Regions from separate parts of the Mus musculus genome. Here regions 1, 2, 4 and 5 are each linked to region 3. A link is a contact called in public HiChIP or PLAC-seq and promoter capture Hi-C data. All regions are on one chromosome and are shown on one strand. The core of a region is the stretch at or near the end of the contact, and the rest is flanking DNA. Distances in the headings are between cores, read along the strand shown.

Region 1 (4,199 bases), core at 468-2,967, 690 kb before region 3:
TGAGAGAGAGAGAAAGAGAGAGAGAGAGAGAAACAGAGAGGCAGAGAGAGACAGAAAACAAAAGACAGAAAACGTCTTAAAGACTCAGCTCCAGATTCCAGGACTTGAACTCAGGTTATCAGGCTTTGGCCGCAAGCACCTTTATAGGCTGAGCCCTCTCATCAGCCTTGGTTTGTATTTTGAGGCAGCTATGTGACCCTGGTTGGCCTGGCACTGTATAACCCAGACTGGCCTCAGCCTTTCAAGTTCTGGGACGACAGGCACACACTACCTCACCCTCTGGCTTTTGTTTTTAAACAACTTTCATGCAAGGCAGGGTATGGCCTTCTCTCTACAAGAGTCCTGAGCCTGGCTTTGCAAAACTGCAGGGCAGACCCTGGAGGCTAATCCCTTTGTCCACTTCCAGATCCACACTGTGCATGCTTGACCTCCAGTCTTTACCTCATCTATCTCACCTCATCTCCTGCCTGACCCCGTAGCTCACCCTGGAGTGTCGCTTTTACTGGAGGGTATGTGGTCATGGTCTACCAGCCTGTTTACTGGCTGGCCTCACCATCCCATGGACAAGGGGGATTGTATGAGACCAAGGCTGCTGATCAACCTGAGATACAGGCAAAGGAAATCTGTTGGGCAAAGGAACAGATAAGGGAGAAATCCATTGGGGAATGACCCTCCCTGTCTGGCGAGTCCTTGACTGTTGGATTTTTCATGGAGCAGTTAAGACAGGGTCTTACTTTTTTGTTGGTTTGGTTTGGTTTGGTTTTTTGGTTTTTTGAGACAGGGTTTCTCTGTGTAGCCTTGGCTGTCCTGGAACTCACTCTGAGATCAGGCTGGCCTCAAACTTAGAAATCTGCCTGCCTCTGCCTCCCAAGTGCTGGGATTAAAGGTTCGAGCCACCACTGCCTGGCGAGTAACTTTAGCCCAGGCTAGCCTCAGACCCACAGTACTCTTCCTGCTTTGGCATCCCCACCACTAAGATTAAAAGTGAGAGCCACTACACCCAGTTATGTAGAACCCTGTGAGAGGAAAAGCCTCGTAGCCCCAGAGAAAGGAGGATCCTGAGGCCAAGCTGAGCTGTGGAGACGTGGAGAGGTTGGGGAGTATGCACAAGAATGCATGTGACTCACACACAAGCACATGTACAAACACACGTGTACATGCATGCACACACGTACACAAATGTGCATATACACATGTATACACACATGCACACATGAGCATGCACATGTACAAATGCATGCACATACACACATGAGCATACACATGTACAAATGCATGCACATACACACATACATACACACATGTGCACACAAGCACACACGTGTGCACACACCAGCATGCACACACACAAAAAACACTCTATGCATAAGCTCCAAAAAGGTGGGTGATTTGCAGTTCCTGCCCCTCTGCCTCCCATTCTCCATCTCCATTGAGACCCTCCCTCCCTTCTGTCTGGCCTTTGCCTCCATGGCAGGGGTTCTCTCTGGTTGCCTCTCTCCAGTTGCCCATAGAACAAGGCTGTGACTCTTCTCTGAGGTCTCATGTAGAGGTCCCCTCACAGTAAGCACCCCCCATACCTTCCTTGAACTTTCAAGATTGTTATCAGTCCCAACAAACCGCCATCACACTGCCCACCCAGCTTTAATCAGACTTGTCACCAAAGCTGTCACAAACAAGGGGGTGTGGGCGCGTCACGTGACCAGCCTGAGTAACCTCATTCTCGCTTCCTTCTTCCACACCCTGCCGTTGGGGGTTGGCGGGCAGATTGGGACCACAAGTGTCTGGCAGTGTGGACTGGGGCCCTGTCACTGAGGCAGAGTCGTTTGCTTCTGGGCCCTGAGGCAGCTGCCCCATGCTCTGTTGGGCACGGTAAGTCTGATTCGAAAAACCATGGGGAGTGGCTGGGGGCCCAAGGGACAAGGAGCCCGCCTTTGCAAGGTGCCTGGGCCCTTGTGAGTGGTGCTGACGTTCTGGGCCGAGGTCTCCCAGGAGACTTGGGCTTCTCCATCCTTAGCTGAAAATGCTCAGCTACTGCCTGTTTACCAGGCTGGCCTTGCAGTCTCTGTGTGGAGGCTCAGAGAAGCCCGGGTCCTCTGCCCTGAAACTATCCCACCCTTCCTCTCAACTGTGGGAAGCTCAAGGCCAGAGCTGAGACTGAGTCTGGACGAGTCGTGGAGTTTGTCTCAAGGTTGTTAAGGCATGAAACATTCTTTGGGATACTCTCTCTCTCTCCTCCTCTTCCCTCCCTCCCTCCCTCCCTCCCTCTCTCTCAAATCAGATATGGTCTCCATTTGTTCATAGGCTAGCCTGGAACTCTATGTAGCCCAGGCTAGCCTCTTGCCTTGGCCTCATGCTAGGGTTATATAGGGTTATATAGGTTATATGCACCACCATACCAGCCTTCTTGGATCTAAATTTTTATTTTCATTTATTATTATTTATTAACTATTATTTGCATATGAGCATATGGCATGGGCACTTGTGCGCATGAGCAGGCACATGAGTGTTATGCAGTATGTGTGGAGGTCAGAGAATAACTTGGGGGAGTCAGTTCTCTCCCACAGTGGGTTCTGGGAACTGAACTCAGGTCAGCAGGCTTCCCCAGCAAGCACTTTGACCCTCAGAGCCATCCAGCCTCCACTTTAATCCCTTTTTTCTTATTTATTTATTTATTTATTTATTTATTTATTTATTATATGTAAGTACACTGTAGCTGTCTTCAGACACTCCAGAAGAGCACATCAGATTTTGTTACAGATGGTTGTGAGCCACCATGTGGTTGCTGGGATTTGAACTCAGGACCTTTGGAAGAGCAGTCGGCAATCTTAACCGCTGAGTCATCTCACCAGCCCTGCCTTTTTTTTTTTCTTAATTAAATCAGATTGAGAAAACAGTACTTGTTCATAGGAAATTGTTTTTTTAAGTTGGTATTATCATTATCATTGCTATTATTTTATTATTATTATTAATTTTTTTCGAGACGGGATTTCTGTGTAGCCCTGGCTGTCCTGGAACTCACTATGTAGACCAGGCTAGCCTCAAACTCAGAAATCCACCTACCTCTGCCTCCCAAGTGCTAGGATTAAAGGCCTGTGCCACCACTGCCTGGCTTAGTCTTATTATTTTTAAAAGTTTTATGTGTGTGTTTTGAGAGCATGTCTCGAAGAAAAAAAAAGAGAGAGAGAAAGAAAGAGAAAGAGAGCATTCATGTCTGAGCATCACATGTGCGCAGTGCCTTATGAGGTACAGATGGATGTGAGCCTCCATGAGTGCTGGAGATCCTGGTCCTCTGAATGCTCTGAACTGCTGAGCCATCTCTTCCGGGCTCAGTGTTTTTGAGAAAATCGCACGTAGCCAAGGTTGGCCCCAAACATACCGTGTAGCCAAGGATGACCTTAATTCTGTGCCTCCATGTAGGCCTGTGCCTCTGCCACACCTGGTTCACTGATGCAGGAAATCTAGGCCAGAGCTTCATGCACGCCAGGAGAGCACACAGCCCACTGGCCACACCCCTAGTCCATCCTGGAGAGCTTGAACTTGGGAGCTAATGGAGACCCAAGCAGGTCCCATCCCCCCACGCCTGCAGATTTGTGTTGTCTTTGCTGAGTGAGGTTGGGGTTTGAGCCCAGGCTCTGTCGCAAGCTCAGCTCGCAAGCTCTGCAAGTGCTCTGCCTCTGAGCATACCCCCCCCCCACCCCCACTCTAAGCCCTTTGCCCCTCTAGCTGGAGATCAGCTCCTATTGTCCGGACTTCTCAGGGCTTCTGCTGGTCTCCTTTTCCCATAACTCATTTCCATCTGCGAGGGGCCTGGCCTCTTGGTGTCCAAGGGCTAGAGAGGTGGCTCTTCTGGGTGCCTCCGTTGGTACCACACCCTGTGGGGAGGTTCCTTCCTCACTAGCTTGGCCAGTAGCTAGAGAGCTGAAACTGGAAACTGGAAGGGACTGGGCCCTCCTGCTAAGATTTCCAGAAAACCTGGGTTAGGTGCTGGGTGGGTCACCAGAGGGGTTTGGGGGTTACCCAGAAAGATGGTCCTGGTGGATGGTGCTATTGTTTATAGGTAAAAAAAAAAAAAAAAAAAACAGGCTCTGAAGGGAGAGGCAGCTACATGTGATGACGTCATGACCAAGAAGGCACGGGGAGCTAGGATGTGGTGCAGGCCTTCTGGTTGCAGGACCCTGAACCCACGGGGACCAGGCCTC
Region 2 (4,181 bases), core at 765-3,264, 550 kb after region 3:
TTTGTATATGCTTGGCCCAGGGAGTGGCACTATTAAGAGGTGTGGTCTTGTTGGAGGAGGTATGGCTTTGTTGGAGTAGGTGTGGCCTTGTTGAAGTAGATGTGGCCTTGTTGGAGGAGGTGTGGCCCTGTTGGAAAAGGTATGGCCCTGTTAGAATAGGTGTGGCTTTGTTGGAGTAGATGTGGCCCTGTTGGAGTAGGTGTGTCACTGTGGGCGTGGGTTTAAGACCCTCTACACCCTAACTGCCTAGAAGCCAGTCTTCTGCTAGCAGCTTTCAGATAAAGATGTAGAACTCTCAGGTCCTCCTGCACCATGCCTGCCTGGATGCTGCCACGCTCCCACCTTGATGATACTGGACTGAACCTCTGAACCTGTAAGCCAGCCCTAATTAAATGCTGCCTTTATAAGAGTTGCCTTGGTCATGTTGTCTGTTCACAGAAGTAAAACCTGAGACACTCAGTAGCACTTCCAGCCTTTTCGATGTATTTTCTTCATATTTGTGTGTGCTGGGGGGGGGGGGGAGTAGTTTGCAAAAGAAAAACACATGATTACATAGAACTCGTTTCTCATTCTTTCTTGCTCTTTTTAAGCCCCCCTCCACCCCCGCTGTGGAGCTTTAGATTTTCACACCTCTGCAATGACAGACAGGCAGAGCTTGTAACGTGCCTGTATCTGATCAGCGTGGCTCGTCTAGCCTCACCTTCTGTTCTTTGGTTCTCACTACTACAGATGACCATGCAAGGATGGGTGTGTACAAGTGTATGCTCATGCATACTATGATAGCTGTGCACATATATATTACTCTTCTGTGTGTGTGTATGTGTGCGTGTGTGTAAAACAATGCTCATGCACACCATGACAGCTGGATATATACACATTACTCTGTGTTTGTGCTTGTGTGTGCTCATGCATACCGTGATAGCTGTGTATATATATTACTGTGTGCTCATGAACACCATGACAGCTGTACATACACATTACTGTGTGTGTGTGTGTGTGTGTGTGTAACGATGCTCATGTACACATATATGTTTGGAGAAGCAGGTCTGTCTTTGATTTCTCTTCGTCTATCTATTTATAAAGACTTTGACATGTTTATTTTCCTGAGATTTAAATGAATAAATAAATAAAACTCTAAAACGATGTTCTAGGCCGATGCCTCTTCTGGTCATTTGTGAAGCAGAGAACTTTGCTTCTTATTAATGAGGATTCTATTTACACTTTGAACCTCACCTGTAATTACTGGGTGATCTCGGGTCACAGAGTTCATTACCTATTCATAGCCATCGATAACAACAGCGCCCTGCAGTGCCCGAGTCCTGGGATCTCTTTGGTCATCTTACCTATTCCAACACAGAGAGGCTGTTCTTCCCAAGGAGAGGTCTCAGATCCTGGTCTCCCACTTGGGACTCTTCTTTGAGCCTCAGTTTCCCCACCCATAAAAGACAGAGAGTAAGCTACAGCCATGTGTGCCCAAGAGCTCCTCTGCTTCAGCTAGCATCCCAATAAAAAGCACCAGCTCACCATCAGAGCTAACCCCAGGATCTACAGGGTCGATATGTCTCCCAGGACATTCCCTCCAGGAGGGAAGGACATAGCTGGTACCATCTCCCCACCCCCACCCCCACCCCCACCCACGCCGGCTGCCTGTGTAGCTGCTACATAAACTACCCACAACCTTAGGTAAAAGCCAGGGCAGCCATGGGCATCCTGCCCTGTGGTCACTCAGCCCTCAGGAGCTGCATGGCCCTGTCTTAGTCTCCAGTGTAGGAGATGCAATCTGTCCAGCTTGCTTCCTGTTCCTGGAGAGCCAGCCTGCTTTTGCAAGAAACTGACAAAAGGGCTTGAAGCCTTCACGCCTTCATGTCACACAGCCCAACATGAGTGTGATGAACGAACAAAAATGCAGGGTTACAGGTGAGTGATAGAGGGCAAGGTGAGGTCACAGAGGTGAAAGTGACCACTCCCTGGGAAGGTGCAGGCCACAAGGAGGGCTTCAGGTGCTGTGTGCACAGACACATGGAAGGCAGCTGTGTAGGTGAACACTGCAGCTCACACCTGCCCTGTGTCCTCCGTGGGTGACATCCAGCTGTCCACACCTTAAGCCCTGATGTCTGAGGGTTCTCTAGATGTCTGGTAAGTTAGTTCATGACGCCCAGCAGTTAGGGATTAGGAACTGAGAGGAGCCGGTACTACACATGCAGATGCCCAGATCTCTCATCTACTGGGGATGATCTTGAGGCTACTGTATTTCAGGGCTCTACTTGTGTAGCTCAGGAGTGTGGGGCCCCAGCCACTATAAGAGGAATGCTCTATGGCTGCTCCCTCTTCTCAGGCTCACTTCTCCATTTCACCCCTGCATCCCAGTCCTTGCTTAAAGGTCGCCTGCCCAGGACCCCAAGAGAAGTTGACTGTGGAATGAATTTGTGACTGAATGTTAACACACAGAGCCAGGGAGCTGCAACACTGTACACCAAGATCATAAGGCCCTGTGGGAGTGGTGACACCCCACAGGCAGACAGAGCTCCAAGGGGCACGAGTACCCAGGGACATGAGTACCAGTATGTGTTTTGAAAATGTCAGTGACAGAAACACCAGGGCAGTCCATGGTGGGATACTTGTGATCTGCACAGTGAGCACGTAGTTCACCATTTGGTATTTGGAAGGGGGGGAGAAGGGAGGGAAGGGAAGGAGAGAGGGGAGGAAGGGAGGAAGGGAGGAAGGGGAGGAGGGAATGATGGAGGGAGAGGAGGGAGGGAAGAAGGGAGGGAGGAAGCAAGAGTAGGGAGGGATAGAAGGGAGGGAGAAAGAGAAGAAGGGAGTAGAGGGAAGGAAAAAGGGGAGAAGGGAGGATGGAAGGGAGGGGAAGGAGGGAGGAAGAGGAAGGGAGGAAGGGAAGGAGGGAGAGGGAGAGATGAGTTACAGCAACTTGAAGCCTAGCCTGGAGGTGTTGAGCATCGTGATTATCTTCTGTGACCTCCACGGTCAGAGCTCTGTCAGGCTCAGCTCCAGGCCACTCGGTCCCTCTGCGGAATCCAAAACATCTGCCTCCTTTCATCTCCAACATAGACCAATGATGTCACCTTGGCCAGAGACACCCAGCTCCCACCGTGTGCCTCCTCTGACTTGGACACCCACCCAGGTCCCACTGAGACACCCCTGTGTCAGGCACTTGTTCCTCACCATGCCTGGAGTTTCCCATAGACAAGTTTCCCATATCTGCTGGCTAACTCCTGCTCCCAGTTCCCATCACAGCACCTAGCACGTGGTGCTCACTAAACATCTGCCAGGGGCTCAAGGGCACAGAGAGGCCCTCTTGGTCAGCTCTGACATCAGACCCGAGGCTTCTCTGGGAAGACCCAGAGTTCTGGAACTTTCATCCACACTCTACGGCTCCCACCCTCAAAACATCCCAACCAAATAACAAAAAAAAAAAAAAAAAAAAGCATCCGAAATCTGATAAAAAGCCTTCAGCAAGTCATCCTGGCAGAGCAGCAGCTTCTGTCCCAGTGAGCACAGTCACAGGCAGCTTAATTATCCTAATTAGAAGCCACATTAAAGCACGATTATAACATAAAATTTGAATTAGCCATATAACACGCCCAAATTTTTCGGTATGCTTATTGATTCTGTTCCTCTGTTAATCAGAAGGCCACAGTAAAGTTAGATACGTCTAGTTCAATTAGAACAAGCTCTAGCCAATGGAACTCATTAGCAGCTGTCCCCTGTCAGGGACAGCGAGGTGGGAAGGTATATTGTCACAGGCAACAGGGCCGGTCGTTCCTTCCTGGACCCTGCGTGGGCCAGGCTGTGCCAGCCTCCCTCTGGATAACTGTTTTGAAATGCTTTGAAACTGTCAAAGAAGTGCGTAAGGAGAGGTGGTTGGTTCAAAGGGAAACAGGATGCTCCACTGGTGATTGGCAGTACACGGCGGCATGGTGGTGTCACTGTGAATCCCAAGAGCCTCATGGCCATGGCCTCACTGTGGCTCACTAGCTCTGTGGCTGAAGAGTTTTATTTGGGGCTGGAGAGATGGATCAAGCCTAGCCTAGTTGGCAAGTTCCAGACTTGTGAGAGACCTTGTTTCAAAATAAGAGTGAACAGTGGCCGGCACTGGTGGCACATGCCTTTAATCCCAGCACTTGGAAGGCAAAGGCAAGCAGATTTCTGAGTTCAAGGCC
Region 3 (3,983 bases), core at 375-2,874:
AACCATGGGGAGGGGGCCATTTCCAAGAGCACCTTGGTCGTGCTCTTGCTGTGTGACCTTCGACATGTGAATCCACCTCTTCACCTGTGGAAGGAACAGAGATGGGGAATAGAGCCTGGCTGGAAGGTCCAGAGTCCCACTGTGCTGATGCCCCTCCCTGTCCAGTGTGTACCCTCTTCTCTCTTATCAGCCCCCACAAGCTCCAGCCCTTAAGGGTTAAGCACAGTGAGCTCATGTGATACTCGTTCATATGAATCATCCTTATGGCTCCTTGTGCCCAGCCTAGGAAAGGGGGCAGATGCTGTGCCCCCAAGTTGCCATGGCAACCCTGCTTGTACCAAAATGCAGGCACCTCAGCCCCAGACCCACCCTTGAGGGAAGCTCAGGGCAGGTCACCTGCGTCCTCCATCCTCGAGGAGAGGCAGCAGGGACTGCTGAGCGGATAAGAGGGGGAAGGAGCTTGGTGGGGGAGGCTTAGCTGCTTAGCTCCGCAAGGAGATGGAAGCCGAAGGGCGCTGCCGCTGCCGGGAGAGGGAGACAGACTGACAGCCAGCCACAGGTCCTCAGACTTCACCTGAAGCCCTGGAGGCTCGTGCGGCAGCGGCCCCTCCACCTCCCCGGGGCAGCCGCCTCCCACGTACATGCCCCCACACGCGCGCACTCACCCGCGTTCCTGCACGGTGCTGCCTGGGGTGGGTAAGCAGTCTGGCACATGAAGTCCCCGAGGGACAGCGAGCGAGCGAGTTGAGACTTAGGGGGAGAAAAAAAAACAAAACAAAAAAAAAAAAACTGGGGCTGACGCCAGCTCCCTGGGCGGCCACCTCCCGAGGCCCCTCCTGCATTCCTGGGCTGTGCACCCCTCGCCAAGACAGGGGGCTGATGTCATTCCGGGCTGCCGGGCCAGGGGACCCGGGCTGGGTGGCTGCCTCTCCGGAAGTGAGCGCGCTGCCTGCTGGGCGGCAGGTTCAGTCGGCTTCGGGTTTGGAGTCTCCAGCCTGAGGACTGGAGATCTGCCTAGTTCAGACGAGAAGAGCCTGGAGAGAGAGCTGGCCGGCGGCGGTGGGCGGTGGCTCCCAGGTGTGCATGGGAGTTCTCCCTGCATGGACGGAGGAAGTGAGTTGGGGGTGCCAGCCCCCTCGCCCAGTTCTTCACAGCCACCTGCCCCTTGACTTCATCAGGGTTGGCCCCAGGGACTAGAACTGGACGACCTGGTTGGTTGACTCTAGGCTCCTGCTGGTGACCCCCTGCTGACCCGTCCCGTCCCTGTTTCGTGACCCGCACGGATGCCTGTCGGGCGATGTTTACTTTACTTGCGCTGATGTTCTCTGCCGGGCTTCCCATCGGAGCCCAGAACTTCTCCCCAAGGACGGTCACCGACAGAAGGACCAGGACCCTGGCAGTGTCGGCCTCCTAACTGCCTCCGCCTGCCCCCTCCTCCAGGCTGGCCCTATGGAGTACCTGGGCGACAAGCTTTCAGTGGCCCAGACACACATGACTCAGTGGGTTGGCACGGTGAGGCGGTCCTTCCAGGAGGCTCTGCACTTGGTGACGGCCACGGTGGGCACCGAGCGGAGCGGGGAGTCCGCCGCTCGCACCCCGTTCAAGCGCACCTCCTCCTTCAGACACCTGGCCTCTCGGAGCCGAGAGTCCTTCCGCCGCTTCTCCGCACGCAGCCAACAGAGGTTCTCATCCCTCCGGAAGAGACAGCCAGACTCTGAGGCCCCTGATCTTGTAAGCTTGGGGATAGATGTGTGTGGTTTAAAATAGCAGGGCAACCCTGGGAAGGTCCCTTCCCTCGGACTCCTGAGAGGGGGCCAACTCGTAGAAGCCTCAGGGGAGGACTTTTCCTATCAGTGATGATGGCCTTGGGATACTGAGGGGGATGTAGGCTGGGTTGGCTGCTCTGCAGGTGCAGCACCCACTGCTTGAAGCTGGTGGGGAACGGACTCCGGGCTCCTTGTCTGTGAGCAGGGCTGTGTGGGGGTTGGGGGGGCACTGCTGTCCCCACGGCATGCCGGCATCTCTATTTTTAGGGAAGCTTACTTGACACCTGCTCTATCTCCTCTTGCCCTCCCAGGGTGACCAAGTGGTCTCATTGCCTGTGTGCTGATTTAAGGCGGTTGCCTGGTTGCCACTGTTCAAAAGTGAGACACTGAGTGACTTCCGAGGGGAGGAGCTGTAGGGGACTGGGTGGAAGGTGATGGCAGGTCCTGCCAGCCTGGGAGCTTGGACTTGTGTGAAGAGCCCGGCCATTGTGGAGCGCCCAGGCCCAGCTATTGGGTTCTATGCTGTGAGACCAGGGTAATCATAGCCAGTGAGTGTAATCTGGAGTGATATGAGGCGGGTCTGGAGACAGAACGGTGACCTCGTGGGCATGCGCAGCAAGGTGCGGGAAGTCTGGCTGGGAGAGAGAAGCAGGAAGAACACTTCCCTGCCCAACTCTTGGCAGATGGTTTCTGGGACCTCTAATGACTTCGGGGACACTAACGTCACCAACCAGAACGAAGCTTAGTTGCAGTGCCCAATGTCTTCAGATAGCTGGCCTCTGCCCTGGGCTGAGTTGTCCCAGTTTTCAGGGGCGTTCGAGGCCAGACATGGGTTCAGTTATCCCTTTTTGTCCCCAGAGCCAGTGTGGTTATGAGACAGTGTTGGGCAGGGGAATGCAGCTGTCCGCAGAGACCAGGGGACTCAGCAGGGCGCACACAGCCACTGAGCCACTAGGCAGGGGCTCACCCAGGCCAGAAGCCATGCTGTGAGGCTGATCAGGGGTGACTCCTTGTGTGGGAGTCTGCACTCCTTTGGGTCTTGAGTGCTCGCCCATTCTCCGCGAAGGAAGAGCTCGTTCTGTGTCAGCTTGTCTGTCTCCTCCTGCCCCGTTCCCCAGAATCCTCTCCAGGAACACTAGCTCTGTTCCCTGACCTCTGCCCTAGCTCTTCTTGGGCTGTGTGACTTTGGATGCTGCCCTAAGTCTCTGTGCCTCTGTGCATGTGGAGTGTGCTCGCAGTGACAGGCCAGCCACCCAGGTGGCGAGTGGGTGAACATAAATACACCCAGAAGTAGTGTGGATTTCCAGGTCTTCCCACTCCTGCTTGGCCTCTCTCTGGGGTGGGCAGAGCTGGCATTGGCTCAATCCATTCTTAAGTCTCAGTTTCCTCCTCTGTCCAGTGAGGGCACCATGTGCTTGTTCTGAGATGCTGTCAGCACCATGCTGGCACATAGTAAGTAAATACTTGTAAGTCTGTCAGGTGCTAAGATATCCTACTGTGTGTGGTGGGGGACTTGCGTCTTGCTGCAAATCCACCTGGGTGAGATTGGATAGCAGCCTGCCTCTTCCCAGGAGTGTTACTTTGAGTGGATCAGCGGCCTCTGTCCTTTCTGTGCCTTCACTTTCCCCTCTGTGGAATGGAATGATTGGCAGACAAGGAGCACCCCCAAGTGGTGTGTGTAATACCTGGGTTCTGTATGGCCCCTGTGCGTGGCAGCCAAGCCCTCTCTCCCAAACCGTGCCTTCAGAGGTTCCCAACGAAGTGGGGAGTCCGCACACACCCCCTTTCACTCTGAACTTAAATGTTTGTCTTATGGGTGGGAGCTTCCTAAGGCAGGCAGGGGCGTGGGGCTGTAGGCAATCTTACCCCTCATCCAGAAAGGGGCCCCGGGCTGTGTCTAGAGGAGGATTTGTGGCAGCCTGGCTGGAAAGATCTCAAGCCAGCCTTGAAGTCATTGGCTGACGGCGGCCTCTAGCTGTCCCAGATAAGAAAGAAGGAAAATAAAACGGTGCTTAGTCCAGGACCCGGGAGGCAGGAAGGGTCACGGTGCAGAGAAAGGCTGGGTGTGTTAGAGGCCTAGAGACCTGGGTGGGAGGGACAGAATGGGGACTTGGGGGCACAAAAGTACACGGAGGTGTCTGGCTCAGGAGGCCTGGGCGTGAGGAAGAGCGAGAAGTGTGTATGTGTGTGTCTGCATATGTGTGTGTCTCTCTGTGT
Region 4 (4,193 bases), core at 1,226-3,725, 660 kb before region 3:
CCTTCCATAGTGAAGTGGAGAGACTGCCTGTACCCACCTGTCACACAGCAGGAGTCTGTCACCTGGAGGCAGCTCAGTGGCCCAGCAGCATGCATGCAGTCTTGGGTCCCATGAAGTACATTCAGAGGCACTGAAACCCCAGCACTCAGGAGGTAGAGGCAGGAGCATCAGAAGCTCAAGAACAACGTACTTGGTTGTGTGTCAAGTCTGAGCCAGCCTTGAGTGCAGGGCACTCTTGTCTAGAAAGAGAAGAAAAAGAAAGAAAACAAAGGGGCTGGAGAGGTGGTTCAGTGGTTAAGAGCACTGACTGCTCTTCCAGAAGTCCTGAGTTCAAGTCCCACCAACCACATGGTGGCTCACGACCATCTGTAATGGGATCTGATGCCCTCTTCTGGTGTGTCTGAAGACAGCAACAGTGCACTCATATAAATAACAAATAAATAAATCTTTAATAAAGAAAGAAGGAAAGAAAGGAAGAAAGGAAAAATGAAAAGGAAGAAAAAGACATCACATTGGGGCAAGGTAAAGGATGTAGGGTGGGGTGGGAACAGGCAAGGGTCTGCACAGACCCTATGTAGAGTTGCAGGAGGGACTTGAACATTCGTAAGCGCTGGAAGCAGCCCCAACTAGCAACAAGGTAGGACCTTCCCCTCCTTGGGGCAGAAGACAGAGGTGTGTAGATCCCTGATCTGGGGCCTAGGCTCTCAGTACCCCAACCTTTGTTCTACTCTGCGATTGTGTTATGAAGGCTTCTGTGTATTGCTAGTGGGGACAGAGACCTTAGCTGAGGACATGATTGTCCTTGGTCACCCTGGCGAGCCTTCACCCAGGGAAGGGAAGAGGCCAGAGGACACTGAGCTGACTGCCCTAGCCTTTTGCACTGCTGCTGGACAAGGAGGGAGGGTGAGGCGAGGGTGTCACCGAGGCGAGTAGGAAACTCCCAGAAGATTCCAGGGTGTATTAGCCTCCCTGCCTGGCTCCCCTGTGGTCCTCTCCTGACATGGAACCCTCTCTGGTTTGTGGAAGGGCACCTCACACCCCGTGATGAGTCTTGGCGCACACAGCTCTAGAAGCCTGTGAGTTCCTAGAGGCAGGTCTGTGTCTGTGTCTTGACTGGCTGGGTCCTGCTCAGCTCTGTCTGATCTTCAGTGTCAGGGTGTGTCAGCCATTTACTGAAACAAACAAGTGAATGAGTGAGTGAATGAATGAATGAGTGGATGAGTGAGTGAGTGGATGAGTGAGTGAATTAATGAGTGAGTGGATGAGTGAGTGAATGAATGAATGAGTGAGTGAGTGAATGAGTGAGTGAATGAATGAGAGGACGAGTGAGTGGATGAGTGAGTGAGTGAATGAATGAGAGGATGAGTGAGTGAATGAATGAATGAGTGAGTGAATGAATGAGAGGATGAGTGAGTGAATGAATGAATGAGTGAATGAGTGAGTGAATGAATGAGTGGATGAGTGAGTGAGTAGATGAGTGAGTGGATGAGTAAATGAATGAATGAGTGGATGAGTGAGTGAGTGGATGAGTGAGTGAATGAATGAGTGAGTGGATGAGTGAGTGAATGAATGAATGAGTGGATGAGTGAGTGAGTGAATAAATAAGAGGACGAGTGAGTGAATGAATGAATGAGTGAGTGAATGAATGAGAGGATGAGTGAGTGAATGAATGAATGAGTGAGTGAATGAGTGAGTGGATGAATGAGTGAGTAGATGAGTGAGTGGATGAGTGAATGAATGAATGAGTGGATGAGTGAGTGAATGAATGAATGAGTGAGTGAATGACTGGATGAATGAGTGAGTGGATGAATGAATGAGTGAGTGCCAGGTCCCATGGATCAGTTACCTATGGTGCTTCAGGGTATTTGAACTCCCCACCCCCTCTCCACTTCTGTGGAATGGGCTCATAGCTTCTGCTCAAACTGCCCTACTAGGGCTTAGTGAGGTCTCAGAGTTCAGGATGTCAGTACCTCAGGGAGTACCCTGACCCCCTAAGAATGGAGAAACTGAGGCCAGGGGAGGAAGGGCCCGGGCAGTGCCTGATCTCAGCATCCCCAGGTTTCCCTGAGACACCCCCACTCCCACTCTGCACCCTAAGCTTGGAAATCCTGAGTCACAGCTGGATTGGGCCACGCCACGGAGATTTTTTCCTTCCCACTTCCAGGGGCCCCAGATCTTCCTGACCTCATCCTTCAGGGAGTGTGGGGGATGGGACGGACCTCAGCTCAGAGTTCTGGGAACGTTCTCCTGGAAGCCCCTCTGTCTGTCAGTCTGTCTGAGCCTGCCCAGGGGACCTGAGGTCAAGAAGAAGCAAGCTTGGAGTGTGAAGAGGGTGGGACTGTGGGTGGCCCGGCATAGTCCCGCCCCACACTGTCCCCACCCCAAGCCCTCTTAATGAAATCAAGCTGGCCCTCCAGCCCAGCAGGGAGGAGGAAAGGGGAGGGCCTGGAGGCCGAGGCGGGCAGGCACCAGCCAGAGCAGCTGGCGGCAGACGGCAGGCAGACAGTCAGACCGTCTAGCGGGCCTGGCTTGCCTACCTGGCAGCTGCACCCGGTCCTTCACCCAGAGCTGGTAAGTCTCTGCCTCCTGCTGCTGGGGACTCTTGGAGAACTCCGCAGAATCCCTAAGTGTGCGTGCAATCTGTGTGTGTGTTTGAGGCCGTGAGCACCCATGTGATTAGATATGTGATTAGATGTGTGAGCATGGATGAAGGCGGCACGCGTGTAGTTGGGATGTAGAGAGGGTGCCAGGGCGACGTTTCCAGGGCCAGTGTGCTGCTGGTGTAAACTTGTATTGTCCCGTGTGTTGCGGTAGGCTGTGTTTGGGATGTCTGATGCACCACTTGGAATACTTGTGTGTGTGTGTGTGTGTGTGTGTGTGTGTGTGTGAGCTTATGTGTAGACTCTGAGACCTCAGGCTCCTTCCAAGCCTCTTCTTGAGGGACCAGGACCCTGTCCTTGCAGGCAGGCCCTGAGGGAATAGGCTAGGCATACAATGTTTCAGCCACAGCCCCCCCCCCCCCAGTCTCCTAATTGAAGCCAGGTTTCTGTGGCCTGCCTCTCCATCACTGGCCATCCGTTTCTGAGTGAGGGCTGGTAGAACAGAGGCTCTGGGTTAGCTGTCTCAGGTCCTTGGGTACCCAGTCCTTCCTTCGGGGTGGATTCGCCTCATCTGCATATTCATGGACATCTCAATTTAAAACAGAAGCTCTTAAGACAGAGGGTCTAGCAGGGAGAGCATACTGGACAAGTGCATCCACTTGCTAACATTTATTACATGCTAGGCACTGCTGTGACCTGTCCCCATTGCGCAGATGTGGAAACTGGAGCTCAAAGGGTTGACATGCCCAACCCTTTGGGAGGGTATAGTCGAGCTGTTCTGAGCCACCTCTCCATCAGGGGCTCTCTCTGTTGGGCAGGCTGTTTACAGTCTGACTGAGTTCCCTCTGGTGCGAATCCTGAGTGCTTGTATAGGAGCAGGCAGGCAAAGGACGTCTGGCACATCAGCAATCATTTCAGACCTGTTCAGGTCAGTTCTTCTGTTCCCCAGAGGGGAAACTGAGGCTTGGAGAATTTAAGGGTCCCATGACCATCTCCATGCAGACCTGAGTCCTCTTGTTTAGTCACCTGCTACCTTTCTCTGGGAGCAAGGAGAGACTGGGGGGGGGGGTGAAGTTCTGAGAGTAGGGGGTCTTGTTCTTCAGAGACAGGAATGGTTTCTGCTTCTTCTTCTGCACCCCTTTGGCTGATTGCAAGTGCCACAGAGAGGTCAATGCTTTCTTGGATCCCCATTGCGGTCTACACGTGCGTGTTCATGCACACGTGTGTGCACGTGTATTCTGCTCTTTTGCTGGGGATGCGGAGCGGGGTGGGGGTGGGGGGGACGACGACAAGTGAGGACAGCCGTGGATCCGCAGAGGGGAAAAATCTGGCTTCTCCTGCAGCATTCCATTCCTGAGTTCTAGCTTTCCTGTGGGACCGACCCTGTGCTGGCACTTCTAGAATGTTCTCTCGCACAGTCCCGACAGCTCTTTGAGTATCAGCGTGGAGTCATCCTGCCACTGCCCATTTGCAGATGGGCAAAGTGAGATTGAGAGGAGACAGCTGGCAGATTTAGACAGGATGGAACCAGGGAGATCTAGCCAGACCAGTGGCTTTTCAACTGATGCATCTGAGGACTTCTCCGGTGCTGTG
Region 5 (4,040 bases), core at 1,284-3,783, 600 kb before region 3:
TGTCCGATCCCGGTTGACCAGGGCTTTCTCGTGGAAGGGCGAGATGGTCAGGGCCCTGGTGTATAAGTAGTCAGCCTGGATGATGTCCTTGTCTTCTTCGGAGAAGATGCCGAACTCATTCAGTGCGTCTACAAAGCCGGGGTCCATCTTGAGGGCGTGCAGGAAGAGCTTGTGGGCTTTCCCTCTCTTGCCTTGACGCTTCATCTCCAGGGCTTGGTTTAGGGCGGCCTTGGCTTCCAGCTTCCCTGCTGGAAGAGAGCCAGAGAGGCCTGATGAGCAGGGTGGGCTGTCCCTGTACAGGCCTCCCAGGGACACTACCATAGCCATGTGGCTTCTGTGACTCAGGCCCCGACTACTGCTGCTCTCCACAGCTGGAATGCTGGTTGCTGTCCTGTGTCCTAGGCCACTCTACATTGGGAGGTCCCCTGCCAACTATCTTCTGCCCGGGCGTAGACAGTCTGGGCATTTGCTATCCCTGTGCTTGCCCTACAGTATGGCTGCACTGGGTGGCCCACCTTCCCTGTGGACAGGTGGCTCTTATCTCTTGAGACCCTCTCCTTCAGGCCTGGGGGTGCCAACACCTCGCCCTCAGCTATCCCTGGCCCTTCCCATGCCTGGACAATTTCTGTTTTCTGGCAGTGCTGGGGACTGGAACCCTGGGCCCTTGTGCATGCATACCAGACAGGTGCTATCAGAGCTATGCCCCTGCTTCTAATGATGTGATTCCATTGTGGTGATGTGTGGTTGTCACCCCTGGGGACAGTGTGCCGCTGGCATCCAGGTAGGCTGCTGTAACACTCACTGTGCACACGGGGCATGCTTTGCACTGAGCTCTGTGCTTCGAGGGTGAGCACCCACCCACACTCAGCTTCCCTGAGTTCCTGGACCGCTCTCCAGTCCCATCCCCAGTGGTTTCTGGCCAGAGGGAGCACTGTTCTCAGGTGCTCTTCCTTGAACCACCCCCATGTAGATCTGAGGTGCAGCTCAGGGCCCACCCTTTGTGTGTCTCCCTCCAAATGCTGGGACACCCGTTCTCAGTCACTCATCAGACTGGAGTTCCGGACTGTCTCATTCACTGGGACGCCCTCATGCTTACACACACACAAACTGACAAGGCCAACCAAGTTGGCCAGCACACTCACCTGGAGACGCCGTAGTCTTGACTGTCAGCAGCCCTGCATCCCTGGAGGAGACACTGAGCTCTGTGCATAGGCTGGTGCACTTGGGGACCACAGGCTGTGCCCTGTCCAGTTTGCTCCTGAGCAGGTGGAAACCTCTGAGCACAGCCAGGCAATGCTCTTCCACAACTCCCAGCGGCAGCAGCAGAGCCAGCAGCGACCCCAGAGCCATGCTCAGCAGCGCCATCCACAGGAAACGGCCCCAGACGGAGACCCATTTGGGTTCGGCCACTGCCACCACCGACGCCATTGGCATGAGTATCATCTGGACTGAGGGCTGGGCCCAGAGCACTCGACACAGAGGAAAAGCTGGACCCTGCAAGGAACCAAGCATTGTAAAAGAATGAGGCAGTGGGAGTGGACCCGTTCCCAGATGGAGAGACCAGACACAGAATCGTCACACTTTCTAATTCATTAGGGACCACGGAAATGGGGGAGGGGTCTCATGGTGCAGGGCCAGCCTGGGAAGATTCATCCTAACCCATAGCTCCTCCGGGGTAGAGTGATAGGACTCTAATGCATTTATATATATTAACTTTCATAATCTCAGCCTACAACCCCAGGAGGTGATGTTTCCACACCGCCCTCCCCAGAGGAGATGCAATCAGAACTCAGAAAAGTGAAGTCGGGGACTTTTCAGCCCCCCTCTTAGTCCACTAGTCCACCACAAGCGACTATTGCCACAGGACACCTAGTGTTTGGGCTGTAACTCCTGCATACGCCCCTGGACACACACCACAATCTTCGATAAGGACAAATGTCTGGTGTCCTGATGTTACCATATGAATACCGACAGCCTCGGTGACCAATGTTGTGTCCCTTCTGCCCTTCCTTCCCTGGCTTGTCCATCATAGACAGGGAAACCCAAGGCCTGGCCAACAACAGTGGGTGATGATGCCCTACCTCAGCGAGGGCGAACACAAGCTTGGGGGCTGGCGGGGGATGGGGGGGGGGAGCGAGGGATCAGGTATGCAAATGCCATCTTGCCAACAATAAGCATTTATTGGGCAACTATGGTGTGCCGGACACTGCGCTGCCGGCCAGCCTTGCACGCTGTCAGCCCCCTTGCGAAGAGCGAGCAAGCTACCTGTAGCTCCCGGTTTACAGATGAGGGATGACGCCGTTCTGACAGGCGGCGCCGGAGCTCCGGGGCCTGACCCGCCACGTCATCACTTCGCGCGGCCTGTGCAGCGGCTCGAGCCCAGCAGACTTCGGCTTACTCCCGAAGCGGGGGGTGGGGTGGGGGGTGGAATGAGGCTGCCGCGAGCTCCCGCTACGAACCGGCCCAGGGCTCGTGCCCGCCTCCAGCATCCAAACCCGCGCGGCCGTTCCCCGCAGCCGCGGTCGCAGGCCCCGCCCCCACCACCTCGCCCCGCTCCCGTCGCCTCGCCATTGGACGGACGGCCGCCCTTGCCGCGGCGGATTGGCTGTCTCGACTTGTCCATCCGCCGCGCTTCCGGGTTCTAGAGCTAGCTAGAGCATCCCCCCGGGAAAGGCGCGCCGTGTGCCGCTTCCATTGGCTGTCGCTTGTGTGCATGGGGCGGGGTCGAGGCCACCGGCTAGGGCGAGCATTTGCGTCCTGTTTTCCCGTCCCAGCATCTGCTACCTTCCTGGGCCTCCACCTAGGCTCTGTGTGCTTCAGTTTCTCTGGTGTGCAATGGCAGTAGCCACATCACCAAACGTTTCCCACTTCTTAGTCCCGGTTTCACCGTTTGTCCCTTTTCTTTACCCCCTTTCTTGTCCTCTCTAATCTACTTTTGTTTTTGAGATGGCTTCGCACCGTGTAGACCAGGCCTGGCTAGGAATTAATTCACGGTGTAGCCCAGGTTGGTCGGGACTTACTGTGTAGCCCGAGCTGGCTTAGTATTCAACCCGGGTCATTTTGAGCCAACATGCCCTCCTGACCTTTTTTAGTTTGCATTCTCTGGAGCGGCTGGCTATGGCTTTTTGTTTACCAAATTAAGTTTTCTTTGGTGCAGAGGGCAGGGCTCCCATCTCAACCCACAAATATTGAACCGGAAGCTCCCAGGGCCTGCTTTGAGAGGTTACTGGGCACACTCTGGAGTCAGACGGCCCACAGATTCAGATTTTTGCCCTCAGTCTCTTGTGATCTTGGATCAGTTTTCTCAACGGCAGAATGGGACAACAGCTCACATCTCTTAATTAAAAAAAAAAAAAAAAGTTCGTGTGCGCGCACGTGCACAGAGATCAGTTTGCAAACCTGGGCTTTCTCCTTCTACCATATGGGTTTGTGGATTGAACGCAGGTCACCAAGTTTGGCTCCTACCTGCCTTAGCCCTCAGGTTCTGGATTTGGGACTCTTTTCATGGAGCCACACAGCCCTGGGTTCGCATCCCAGCTCTGCCACTAGCAGACTGACTTGGTGGTGTCAATCTACTTTACTGATCTGTCACCTGCAGGTAGCTTAAATTGGTCTGGGACTCACTGTATAGGCCAGGCTAGCCCCAACCTCCCGCCTCTGCCTCTGCCTTCTGAGTGCTGGGATTAGAGGCATATACCACCAAATCCGGTTTCAGCCTGCTTTCTTATAGAACCCCCTGACCAGCCCAGGGATGGCTCCACCCACAATGGGCGGGGCCTTCCCCCATCAATCATTAATTAAGAAAATGCCCTACAGTTGGATCTTATGGAAACATTGTTCTCAATTGAAGTTCCTTTCCCTCCAGATAACGCTAGTGCGGTGATTCTCAACCTGTGGGCCATGACCCCACAGGGCTCTCATATTAGCTATTTACATTACATTACGATTCATCACAGTAGCAAGCGTATGGCTATGAAGTAGTAATGAAATAATTTTATAGTTGGGGGTCACCACAGCATGAGGAAACTATGTTTAAATAT

What was found. Promoter capture Hi-C pulls out the DNA fragments that hold promoters and counts their contacts. HiChIP or PLAC-seq counts read pairs in DNA pulled down with a chosen protein or histone mark.
Region 1: a contact with region 3 is called in a promoter capture Hi-C map of pre-B cells, with 7 times the contacts expected there. The contact joins the promoter of Selplg here to the promoter of 4833439F03Rik in region 3. A contact is called at or near these places in 4 of 39 promoter capture datasets (the C10 cell line, hippocampal neurons and pre-B cells), 1 of 15 datasets of contacts at CTCF or cohesin (pro-B cells) and 2 of 115 datasets of contacts at active chromatin or transcription factors (both in the 230-238 cell line).
Region 2: an H3K4me3 HiChIP or PLAC-seq map of forebrain shows a contact between it and region 3, with 3 times the contacts expected there. The contact joins the promoter of 1700034G24Rik here to the promoter of 4833439F03Rik in region 3.
Region 4: a contact with region 3 is called in a promoter capture Hi-C map of the C10 cell line, with 7 times the contacts expected there. The contact joins the promoter of Tmem119 here to the promoter of 4833439F03Rik in region 3. A contact is called at or near these places in 2 of 39 promoter capture datasets (both in the C10 cell line).
Region 5: an H3K4me3 HiChIP or PLAC-seq map of embryonic stem cells shows a contact between it and region 3, with 3 times the contacts expected there. The contact joins the promoter of Ficd here to the promoter of 4833439F03Rik in region 3. A contact is called at or near these places in 4 of 115 datasets of contacts at active chromatin or transcription factors (VIP interneurons, embryonic forebrain, embryonic stem cells and 1 more).

Annotation. Positions count from the first base shown.
Region 1 is chr5:113,828,019-113,832,217 of GRCm38.p6, reverse strand. It overlaps Selplg (selectin, platelet (p-selectin) ligand), which reads left to right and starts at 1,717. Exons shown (of 2, transcript NM_009151.3): 1 at 1,717-1,869.
Region 2 is chr5:112,587,829-112,592,009 of GRCm38.p6, reverse strand. 1700034G24Rik (RIKEN cDNA 1700034G24 gene) reads left to right here and starts at 2,014. Exons shown (of 5, transcript NR_045397.1): 1 at 2,014-2,136.
Region 3 is chr5:113,135,453-113,139,435 of GRCm38.p6, reverse strand. It overlaps 4833439F03Rik (RIKEN cDNA 4833439F03 gene), which reads right to left and starts at 1,624. Exons shown (of 3, transcript NR_166693.1): 1 at 1,459-1,624; 2 at 666-1,096; 3 at 1-84. The region is part of intron 6 of 2900026A02Rik (RIKEN cDNA 2900026A02 gene); the gene reads left to right.
Region 4 is chr5:113,798,678-113,802,870 of GRCm38.p6, reverse strand. It overlaps Tmem119 (transmembrane protein 119), which reads left to right and starts at 2,475. Exons shown (of 2, transcript NM_146162.3): 1 at 2,475-2,571. It overlaps Gm42004 (a long non-coding RNA gene), which reads right to left and starts at 2,305. Exons shown (of 5, transcript XR_878692.2): 1 at 2,220-2,305; 2 at 38-239.
Region 5 is chr5:113,734,275-113,738,314 of GRCm38.p6, reverse strand. Ficd (FIC domain containing) reads right to left here and starts at 2,533. Exons shown (of 3, transcript NM_001010825.3): 1 at 2,266-2,533; 2 at 1,143-1,494; 3 at 1-248. The coding sequence starts at 1,443.